Linked DNA regions of Mustela erminea: region 1 is linked to region 2. Evidence: chromatin contacts called from public Hi-C data. All regions are on one chromosome and are shown on one strand. Each heading gives the region's core, a stretch centred on a gene start, on an enhancer-like site or on the middle of the called end of the contact. The rest is flanking DNA. Distances are from core to core; before and after follow the strand shown.

Evidence for each region. Hi-C and Micro-C count contacts between places; a contact is called where the count stands out from the background.
Region 1: a Hi-C map of fibroblasts shows a contact between it and region 2, with 4 times the contacts expected there. The contact joins the promoter of IGF1R here to the enhancer-like site in region 2. A contact is called at or near these places in 3 of 3 Hi-C or Micro-C datasets (fibroblasts, skeletal muscle and spleen).

What each region holds. Positions count from the first base shown.
Region 1 is chr5:18,272,624-18,277,282 of mMusErm1.Pri, forward strand. It overlaps IGF1R (insulin-like growth factor 1 receptor), which reads right to left and starts at 1,444. Exons shown (of 21, transcript XM_032342166.1): 1 at 1,040-1,444. The coding sequence starts at 1,133.
Region 2 is chr5:18,078,287-18,083,098 of mMusErm1.Pri, forward strand. The region is part of intron 2 of IGF1R (insulin-like growth factor 1 receptor); the gene reads right to left. Among named protein-coding and RNA genes, the nearest start is that of PGPEP1L, 110 kb to the left of the region's middle. Within about 2 kb of position 1,380, the one cell type or tissue checked has open chromatin away from gene starts, as enhancers often do. A contact at or near this core is called in fibroblasts, where this site is marked.

The DNA of each region.
Region 1 (4,659 bases), core at 194-2,693, 190 kb after region 2:
ACCGCGGCGCACGACACCTCTCGCCAGGGCCAGGCGCCTAGGTGTCCCCAAGCGGCCGTGTGGCGACAGCTAGAGCCCGCGTTGCGAGCACGTGTGTGGACATGCACGTCGACTCGGACCACACACCTACTCCTGCACAGTCGGACGCTGCCGGACCACCCCCTAACCCCGCCAGGAGGAGAGGCATCTACAGGCGGACTGCAACTGGGTTGAAGAAAGTCCCAGAACCCTCTAAACTAGTGGCCCAGACGCGTTCCCGGGAAAAGCCTGACTGCTGTAGAGCCCCCGACCTTGCAGCTTTCCAGGGGCGGGGGCTGCTAAGCCGGAACGCTCCCCTAACCCCAGAGCAGAGCAGCCGCGGGAAGCCCAAGCTGGGGGGTGGAGGGGGAAGATCCGGCGAAAGTGACGGGAAAGGAAAGGCCAGTATCCCAAAACGCCCGAGGGGCCAAGCGCGTTGGCGACACGAGGCCGCGCCGGGAGGTTTGGAAACGTGTCCTGGGGCTACGGGGCCTCTCCTCGGGCGCCTTGTCCTGGAACGCCACGGCCGGTGGGCTCCCCGATCCCCGCCCCCGGGCACCGTATCTGCCCTAACAGCCAGGGACCCGCGCGGCCGCGGGAGCTGTCACCGCCGTCTGAGCGCCGCGCGGGGGCCAGCTTTCCGTGCGGAGTGGCCCGCGCGCCCGGAGGGGGGTGAGGTGTGGGTGGCGGGGCCCGGCCCGGCGCGAACTTCCCCGACGGATCCCAGCGCGGGCACGGCCGCGGGGGAACAAGCACTGCCCGACACAACCGGTCCGCGGGGCAGGACTCTCGGGACAGCGAAAGAGAAAGCCCCCGGGGCCCTTCCCGCAAGAGGGTGCGCCGAGCCGGGGCCCCGGGGCCGCTCCAACCTTCCGGCCGAGCCCCTCCGCATCCCGCCCCGCCGCTCCCGAGCCCGGGGGCCCGACAGCTGCGGCGATGGCAACTCGGGTTTCGCAAACAGGGCGCAGCCCCTCGGAGGAAAAGTTCCCGCAGTGGCCGCGGGCGGCGGGCACATACTCACTTTCTCCACTCGTCGGCCAGAGCGAGAGCGCGGCGGAGAAAAACAGGAGCCCCCACAGCGAGGTCGGGGACCCTCCTCCGGAGCCAGACTTCATTCCTTTTATTTGGGACGAAATTCCCGTCTCACAAAAAAAAAAAAAAAAAAAAAAAAGGAAAAAGAAAAGAAAAAGGAAAGAAGAAAGAAAAAGAAAACGGGAAAGAAAAAGTCTCAAACTCAGTCTTCGCCGCCTCCGAAAACAGGGCGACGGAAACAATACTCCAAAGGCGGCGCCGGCCGGGGACCCTCCGGGTGCGCGGGGCAGGCGGGCGGCGGCGCGGGGCGGCCCCTCAGCGCCGGCAGCCTCGGCCCAGGGCTCGGCGGAGTCGGGAACCCGAGGCGCGCCGGGGCGGGCTGTCGGCGTCGTCGGCCTCCATTTTCAAACCCAGAGAGGCAGGAGGGGGGAAAAACTGCACAGAAAGGGGGCAAAGCCCAAATTCGTCTCAGCGAAGAAAAACAAACGCGACCCCAGGTAGAGGGGGAGGCTGTCCGACACCCGAGCCTCCGCGGCTGGAGGGCGCGACGCAGTTCGCAAGATTGCCCCGAAGTCCGGGTCGCGGGCGAGGCCGGCCAGGGGCAGAAATGCGGAGTAAAAATGAATGAGCGGCTCCCCCTCCTCCTCCTCCGGGCTCCGCTCGCCGCCGCCTCCTCCCTCAGCGCCGCCGCCGCCGCCGCCGCCGCGAGCTCCTTCCCAAATCCAGAACACACACAAAGCGGCGGGCCGGCCGCGCCGCGCTCAGCACTCCCGCCGCGCCGCCCGGGCTCCGCGCCGGCCCCCGCCCGGCCCCCGCCCGCCGCCGCCGGCTCCGCGCGCGGGGGCTCCGGCTCGCTGAAGGTCAAAGCCGAGGCGCGCAACGCGCCGTGGAGCTCCCCTCGCGCGGGAGGGGCGTGGAGGGCCCGGGGAGCGGGGCCGAGGGTCTGCAAGCGCCGGGCACGGGCGCGCCGGGGGCAGGCTCGCTGGCGGCGTCCCTCTCGCTCGCTCGCCTCTCTTGAGTTCGCCTGGTGCGCTCGCTCCTCCTCGGGTTTTTTCCCTTTTTTTTTTTTTTTTTTTTTTTTTCCGCTCAGCAGAGTTAATGCTGGTAAACAAGAGCCTCAGCCTCACCGCGCCGCTGCCGCCGCCGCTGCCACACACTGGGGGCTCGCGCGCGCGCGAGCTCTCGGAGCCGCGCACACGCGCCCGCGCGCACACTGGAGCGGCCACAGCCGCAGCCGCGGCGCGCCGAGGGCCCGGCCCAGGCCGGCGCGCGCCAAGAGACGGAGCTCGGGATTCCAGGGACGTGCGGAGCGGAGCCCGGGCGTGGGGTGCGAGGCTGCGAGGCACCGCCCCCGCCCCCCGCCCGCGCAGGCACACGCGCGCGCGCGCCCACACGCTCTCGCCCCCACCCGCACTGCGCCGGCCACCCTGCACGCGCCCTCCCCTCCCGCAAGACTCCAAAAACAATGCCCCCGGCGCCGGCCCGGGGCTCGGAGGAGGAGAAGGCTGGGGAGGAGAGGGGAGGAGAGGGGAAGAGAGGGGAAGAGCGGGGAGGAGGGGGTGAGGGCGGAGGGGGCGGGGTGAGCGGGCAGTGCGGGGCCGGAGAGGTTCATTGAAAAACAACAGCACGGCTGGAAAGCGCGTTTCCTCGGTTCTTGAAAAGCTTCATTGTTTCTTGCAGCTGTTGCAAAATAAATAAATAAGTGCGTGCATGCGGCATTTTTTTCTCAGCGTGCTGGAAAACCCGAATGTGGCGGGAGGGGCACACCTGGGAGAAAGGAGACCCCCAAGCTACTAAGGCGGGCACTTTCACGCAAGGCTGGGACGGCCGCGGCCTCGCGACCAGGGAGCCCGGAGTTCTGGGGCTTGCGGGGAGCTGAAGGGGAAGGGCGCGGCCCGCGTGGCTTGGCTCAGGGGCGCGAGGGGGAGACCGCCCGCCGCCCGCCGCGGGCCGCGAGCCGGGGAAGGGGGGCCCAGACAGGCTGCCCCGCGTGCCCAGGGCGCGTCCCCGCGGCGGCCGCCAGGGGGCGCGGCTGGCGCCGGGGAAGGCCGGCCGACGGAGTGTCGCCTCCCTCCGGGAGAGGAAATGTGGGGGCCCGGGCAGGGGGCTTGCCAGGCTGGGTCGCTCTGACCGGGCCTCCACGACCCGCGGCCCGCCCTGGGCGCTCCTCGCGGCCTCACGAGGCTCGGGGCCCCACCACGTGGGCGGCTGCGGGGAGCAGCCGAAGCGCGTGCACAGTGCTGGGCTGCGGGGCAAGGGAGGCTGAGGCTGGGGGGGGGTGAAGGGGGGGGCGTGTCCGAAGGGCTCCTGAGGATTGGGTGGGGGGCCGGGGCCGGGTCTTGTATGGGTCTGAAGGCTGGTGTCTGCATCCCGGAACGTGCCGCACACACCCGCGACCAGTGGTCACTGCGGAAACCCATCCGCACCTGCCGGGTGTCCTCCCGAGCACGTCTCTCAGTTTCGTTTGCTACGTAAGTGACTAGAAACCAGCACCAATTCCAGGTCTCCTTGGTGGTTTTCTTGAATGTGACCGAGGAGCGGTTTCCCCAAAGCGAGACTGCCCTAGGACTGCCATCTAATGAGTAAATGCTGCGGAGACCAGGTTCTCAAAGGAGAAACAGCCCAGCAATGGCTGGAGAAAGGAGTTTTAAATACGTGGACTTTTAAAAATAGTGATTGGACCACGTGTCGTCTGTAATGTGGTCCGGTTTCATGACTCAGGCTAATTGATGTCAATAATAAATAAAAAAGAAGATGGCTAATAAAAGAGTTGTGAATGTCTAGATCGAGTGCAAGTGTTTGTCTCATAAACAATCAGGCTGTCTGGTAAGAGGGGAACTGTTCTAAAGGAAAGGTAGGTTTCTTTTTTTACTCTAATTGTAAAAGATTTCCGCGTTACATTATGCATCCCATCGTTCGTAAATAATTTTTTTAATTAAGAACTGAAAACAAGTCAGAAGCTATCACGGTGGAAACCCAGCCCTTTCCCTCCCTATATTTATTTCCTAGATCATTTTTCCCCTTGGAAATTTTTAGCTCAATTCAGTGAGTCAGTGTATAGAAGGGAAATAAATCTTTTTTTTTTTCTTTTTTAGTTAAGAGAGTCATTCATATGGGATTTGTTTGTGTTTAACTGGAATTCAGCTTAATTTTCAAATACAATGTTCCAGTTGTAGATGTTTCTGGACATTAGCAAAGGAAGAAACATATTAGAATCTTTGAAAAGAAACTCAATTTAGCATGTATCATTTAAAAATAATGTACTATATGTGAATAATTAAAATTTAGGTTACTAATTTTTAAAATATTTTTTCAGCGAGTTCCCTGCATGAGCTTGATCTTGATGCCTACAGATCCCTTCTGCAGCTAAATGTAAAGGAATATCAAAATTACATTCTCATCATATTTAGTGTTCAGAATTTTTAATACATACTTGTAAATTAAGACAAAAGTTTAGAGCCGATTTTTAAAAGGTGAATGCTAATATAAGCAGCTTTACTACAGAATATATTCCAAGGTTAGTAATAAAAATGCCCATCGAGTTGTCCCTGAGAACATAAGGAGGTTTATGGAATAAAAAGAAATGTAAGATTATTTATATTGTAGATC
Region 2 (4,812 bases), core at 130-2,629:
CACAGGCTGCAGGGCTGAGATGGGCCCAAACTCCCTCTCCTCCCCATAGCTGCAGCTCCCAGGAATATTCCTGTATTTCCTATAAATCAAGAAATGGTTCTCTCTCTCTCTCTCGCTCTCGCTCTCGCTCTGACTGTGATGCAGAACACGAAGGAGGTCTAACCTCCGCTCAGCAAACCCAAACCTCAAAATCATCATTTTTTTGTTGACAAGGCTTCCCACAAAATACCCCAAACAAGCCACCTTCACAGATAACTTTTCCCTTCTTTTAAAGAGAAAAGCTAAAGAAGACTAGATGTCACATGCACTAGCAGCTCCTAGAAAAGGGCATTTTCGAACGAATGCCACATGCTGTATTTTGCCATTTTGCCTGCGCTTCCTGCTTGGAGCCTGTGCAACATAACAGAAGAGCCTCAGACACTGGAGCTGCTCCAGGCCACGCAAACTCCGCTCCGCATCTTCCAGGCAGCCCTGTCGCAAATAATTCATGTCCACTACGCCCCTATCACACTGAATACAACCACATTGTGCAGCTGGAAATGGGAAACCTGATTCAGATCACAGAAGAAGGTACAAAAACATTTAGTCCAACACAATGCTGCCTTTTTTTTTTTTTAATGTGTGTGTGTGTGTACACATATCTCAAATCTACCAGTAGGTAAAGGATTCAAGACCCATCTTGGAAGAAAACACAGAATTAAAATAGCATATCATGTGTCCAAAAACAGCAACAACAACAAAAAACCACCCAGTGCTTCCCGAGCTGCGCCTGTTTCGGCTGCAGCGTTTCTAACCACAATCAATGCAGCCCATGCACGCAATTTAAAAAGGCACCACGATCTCCGCAGAAAATGGTGCATGTTGACAAAGCATGACTTGTCCCACATGGACGAGAATAAAAGGAAAACAAGTCTGACCACAACCCAGCCTCCTTTACTCTGTGGACCAGAGGGTGGAAAAGAAAAAGGCCAGAATAAGGGCAGGGAGGCGCAGGCAATGGAGGACAGGGTCCAGGAAGATGCTTCTGCCCTACGGGATTTTGGTAAACAGCAGCCTGTAATGGCCACTGTTAGAGAGAAGGGAAAACAGACATGGAGGGAAACGTGTTTACAACTGCAGCGGCGGCAGGAGGGAGGCGGAGGGAGGGAGGGATTCCCCGACTCTGCGCTCAGCCCGCTCCGCTCCAGTGGGGCCCCAGGGCTGGGTAGTGCTTCGAAGCCCCCCCCCCCCGCCCCGCTTTATTGTGGGGGGGGGGACCGCTTGTTTATGGGGAAGGTTACTCCTCCTCCGCTCTGGTGATCGCGTCCCTAATACTCCTGCTGCATCCTTGCGGGATGCCCGCTTGACTGACAGCTGCCCCAGCCAGTCGCCGCCCAGGCCCCGCAGAAAGGTGGACTTTCCCAACGAGCCGATTGGGCGGCGAGGAGGGCGGGCCCTCGTGATTGGCGTGCTACTCGGAGTAGAAAGTAGTAAACAACCTTGGTCCACCGCGGCGGGGAGGGCGCGGGATGCCAGCTCCCTCGCCCTCAGCCCGAGCTGCGGGCAGCACCCGAGACAAAAGGAACCCGCCGTGGGGAGGCAGACGAGGAGGGGCCGCCCAGAAAAGCAAACGCGAGTGGGCGTCCTTTAGAGCCCCTGGGCGAGAACTGCTGACTTGCAGCTTCGCATCATTTTTGTTCTGTGCAAAACCGTTAAGGGTCTGTTACCGCGATTCTTACTCTCCTTCTTTGGGTTGAAAACTCTCATCGGAAGAGAGCAGAGCGAGAGCCAATTTTGTTGACCCTCCTTCCTGCCAGTCTCCTCCACCCCCCTCCCCCGACATTATTTTTTTAGTTCTGGCTCTTTAGAAGTTGATTTAAATACCTGCACTAAAAATTGTTTCCTCAAGCAATACGACGCGGTTAATGGCACAGAGGTCAATCAGATGCCCTGTTAGACCGAGTCATCGCAAGTTTCTGGAGCTGGCTCACCGGAAGGTGCCTGTGTTCTGCGGCATGTATAAAAAGAAACTTGAGAGGACGGCATTAAGCTCACTTGACAAGAAATAAGCGGTTAACTTGCATTTTCCATGGAGGGTGTAGTTCACCCAGGATACTGCAATCGAAGGTAATTCCCCATCTGGTCTGACTTGAATCACAATCCACTCCTCATTCCGGCCTCCCCATCCTCGGGACCATAGCGTGAAAATCTGCGGCACCCAGCATGGAGGCACTGCTCTCAAGTGTGGCAGCTCCTGGGGCTACCTCCAGGAGGTGCCTCGTGGCCTCTGAGGTCCACACAAACAGCCTCCCCCAGAGAGATTCTAGAGAGGCCCCTCCCTGTGCCGGTGGAGGACGGGGAGGCCAGAGAAGGGCACCAGGGAGCTGGACCAGGAGGGATCTCCAGGACTCTTCACTGATAAGCCATGCTGTCATTGCTGGCCAGATACCAGATGAGCCAAGTCTAAAACATTAAAGAAAAGTACAAAAGAATCCTTGTAGGATGGAGCTTAGGGCAAACTGGTGGGGGGGGGGGTTAGGGGTGGATCCTTTTCTTCACACCAAAACCCACCCTCTTCTCCAGGCTATGGTGTCTGTGTGCTCCAATCATGCCTCACCCCAAACAGTCCCCAGGGAAACCTCTCAGCCCTTCAAGTCACCACTCCTGTAAAAAGCCTACAGAATGGAGTTAGTCCCTTTGGACCTTCCAGCCTGGCCCCCAACCCCATGCGTGCAGCCTCCTTCCTTCCAAGCACCCCTCCTTCCAGCCAATCTGTTCCTGTCCCAGGTTCCTGCACCAGCCACACACACACACCCTTCACTCTGACTGTTCCCTCTGCTTTCTAGGCCTTACCCCTGCCTGCCCGGGAGAGGCCACTGTTCTCCATTGCTTCCCCTGTCCCTGCAGAGCTCCTCTGAACTCTGTAGCATGCCTGTCAACACCACTGAGCTTCCAGCACTCTGTTCGGACTCCGCTTGCGGCCCTGTCCCCGTCAGTAGACCCTGAACTTCCTGAGGTCAAGGGCTGTCTGTGTCATATTTTGACTCGTGTCTCTATTGGAGATACAGGCCCACCATCAACACACCCCAGACATGCCAAACATTTGCATGCGGTCCCCATCCTCTCCCTGTCTCGTCCCTCCCTCCAGCCCCCGCCCCTGGCCAGTTCCTCACGCTCTCCCACTGGCTCCTTGCTAACATGCTCCCCCAAATCCCCAGATCAGAGACCCTGGCTCTGTCCCTGCCCACCCCTCAGAGGCTCTTTCTGCAGACACAGCTGCTCTTAGCTCAGGCTGCTTGCCTTGCCAGTTAGATTCTTTCCTGCCTTTTCTGCTCAGCAAATTCCTCGTCTGCCTAAAAATCACCTCGTACCTTGGGCAGAACTTCCACAAGCTCCACCCTACTCCCTCTTCCCCCAGAGCATTTTGCAGGGTGAGGCCTCTGGGCATTCTCTCCTCCCTAACTAGGGGACTACAACTGGAAAGATCCAGGAGCAGAAAAGCAGATTCACAAATTGGTCCCCCCAGGCAGCTGCAGAGCCAGTGAAGTACGCTCTGGTCTCCAGACAGGACACATGCCTTGTTTCAGGCTTGTCTCCGGCACAGGGCCCGTCCCTGCTCTTTCTTCCTGAAGGTTCCTCTGTGTCCGAGAGTGGCTGGCTGCTTCTCAACCTTCAGGTCCCCGCTCAGATGTCGCCCCACCATGCCCACCTGCTGACCACTATCACACAGATCTGTTTAATTTCTTCATGAGATTTAACTATCATCCTTCTTATGTGATTATCCACTTGTTGGCTTTGTAGTCGGTCTTCTCCCGTCCCCGGCGTACGAGCTCCGGTTAGGACAGGACAGATGTGGTGTGCTGTGCTCACCACATCTTCAGTACCCATACGGAAATGCGTCACCCCTACCAGAAGTTCCAGATTAACTTTCAGCGCAATAAAGGTCAACTGAGAACAAATCACTCAGCACTGTAACCAGATAAAGGGAAGACAAACTTTTGGGGAAGTCTTGCTTTAGTAAATATCCTAAGGCTGACAGTCTGTAAACAGACAACAGAAAGACAGGATGAAGCTCTGTGGCCTCACTTGACCCAAGGAGTTCCAGGTGCTCTGAGCACCCCAGGGTTCCCCACCTGGCACTCCAGGACCCTGTCTGTGCCCAGTGTAACATGTTATGTGCACCATCCCTTATATACTCCCAAATGGATGCAGATTAATGGTGGGAAAGGGTACATTGGTACTGACAAACTTAGTACTTTCAATAATAAGAATTAGCCTTGCACTAAGCCTCTTACCATCAATTAAAACTTTTTGGTATAAGTAATAGCTACATGGCTCAGAAATGAAAAAAGAAGTGTAGCTACAAGTCAGAGCACAGGCTCGTCCTTCTTGGGATTCTTCGCTTTCAGTATTTGCCAAATACAAGTATTTTTATTTCTCTATTTTACACAAATAATAACCTTTTGTACACACTGTTCTGCTTGCTATTTTGTTTACTTACTATACCATGGAGATCTCTGTTTTAACGGCTAAATAATATTCCACCCCAATTTAGTGGTTCCCAAACTTGTCTGTATGTTGGAATCACTTGGGGAACCTAAAAAAGGAAGAAAGAAGAGGAGGAGGAGAAGGAGAAGAAAAAATCTGTGTTCCACCTTCCAATGACTGATTTAATCGGTCTGGGGTGTGACCTGAACTTTGAAATTAAAGAAAAAAAAAACAAAAACACTCCAGATGATTATAGTGAGCACCCGAGCTTGGGAGCCCCTGCCCTCAGCGATCTGTTTCCTTAATGATGGAAATTTGGGTTATTTCCCATCTTTTGCCATATCA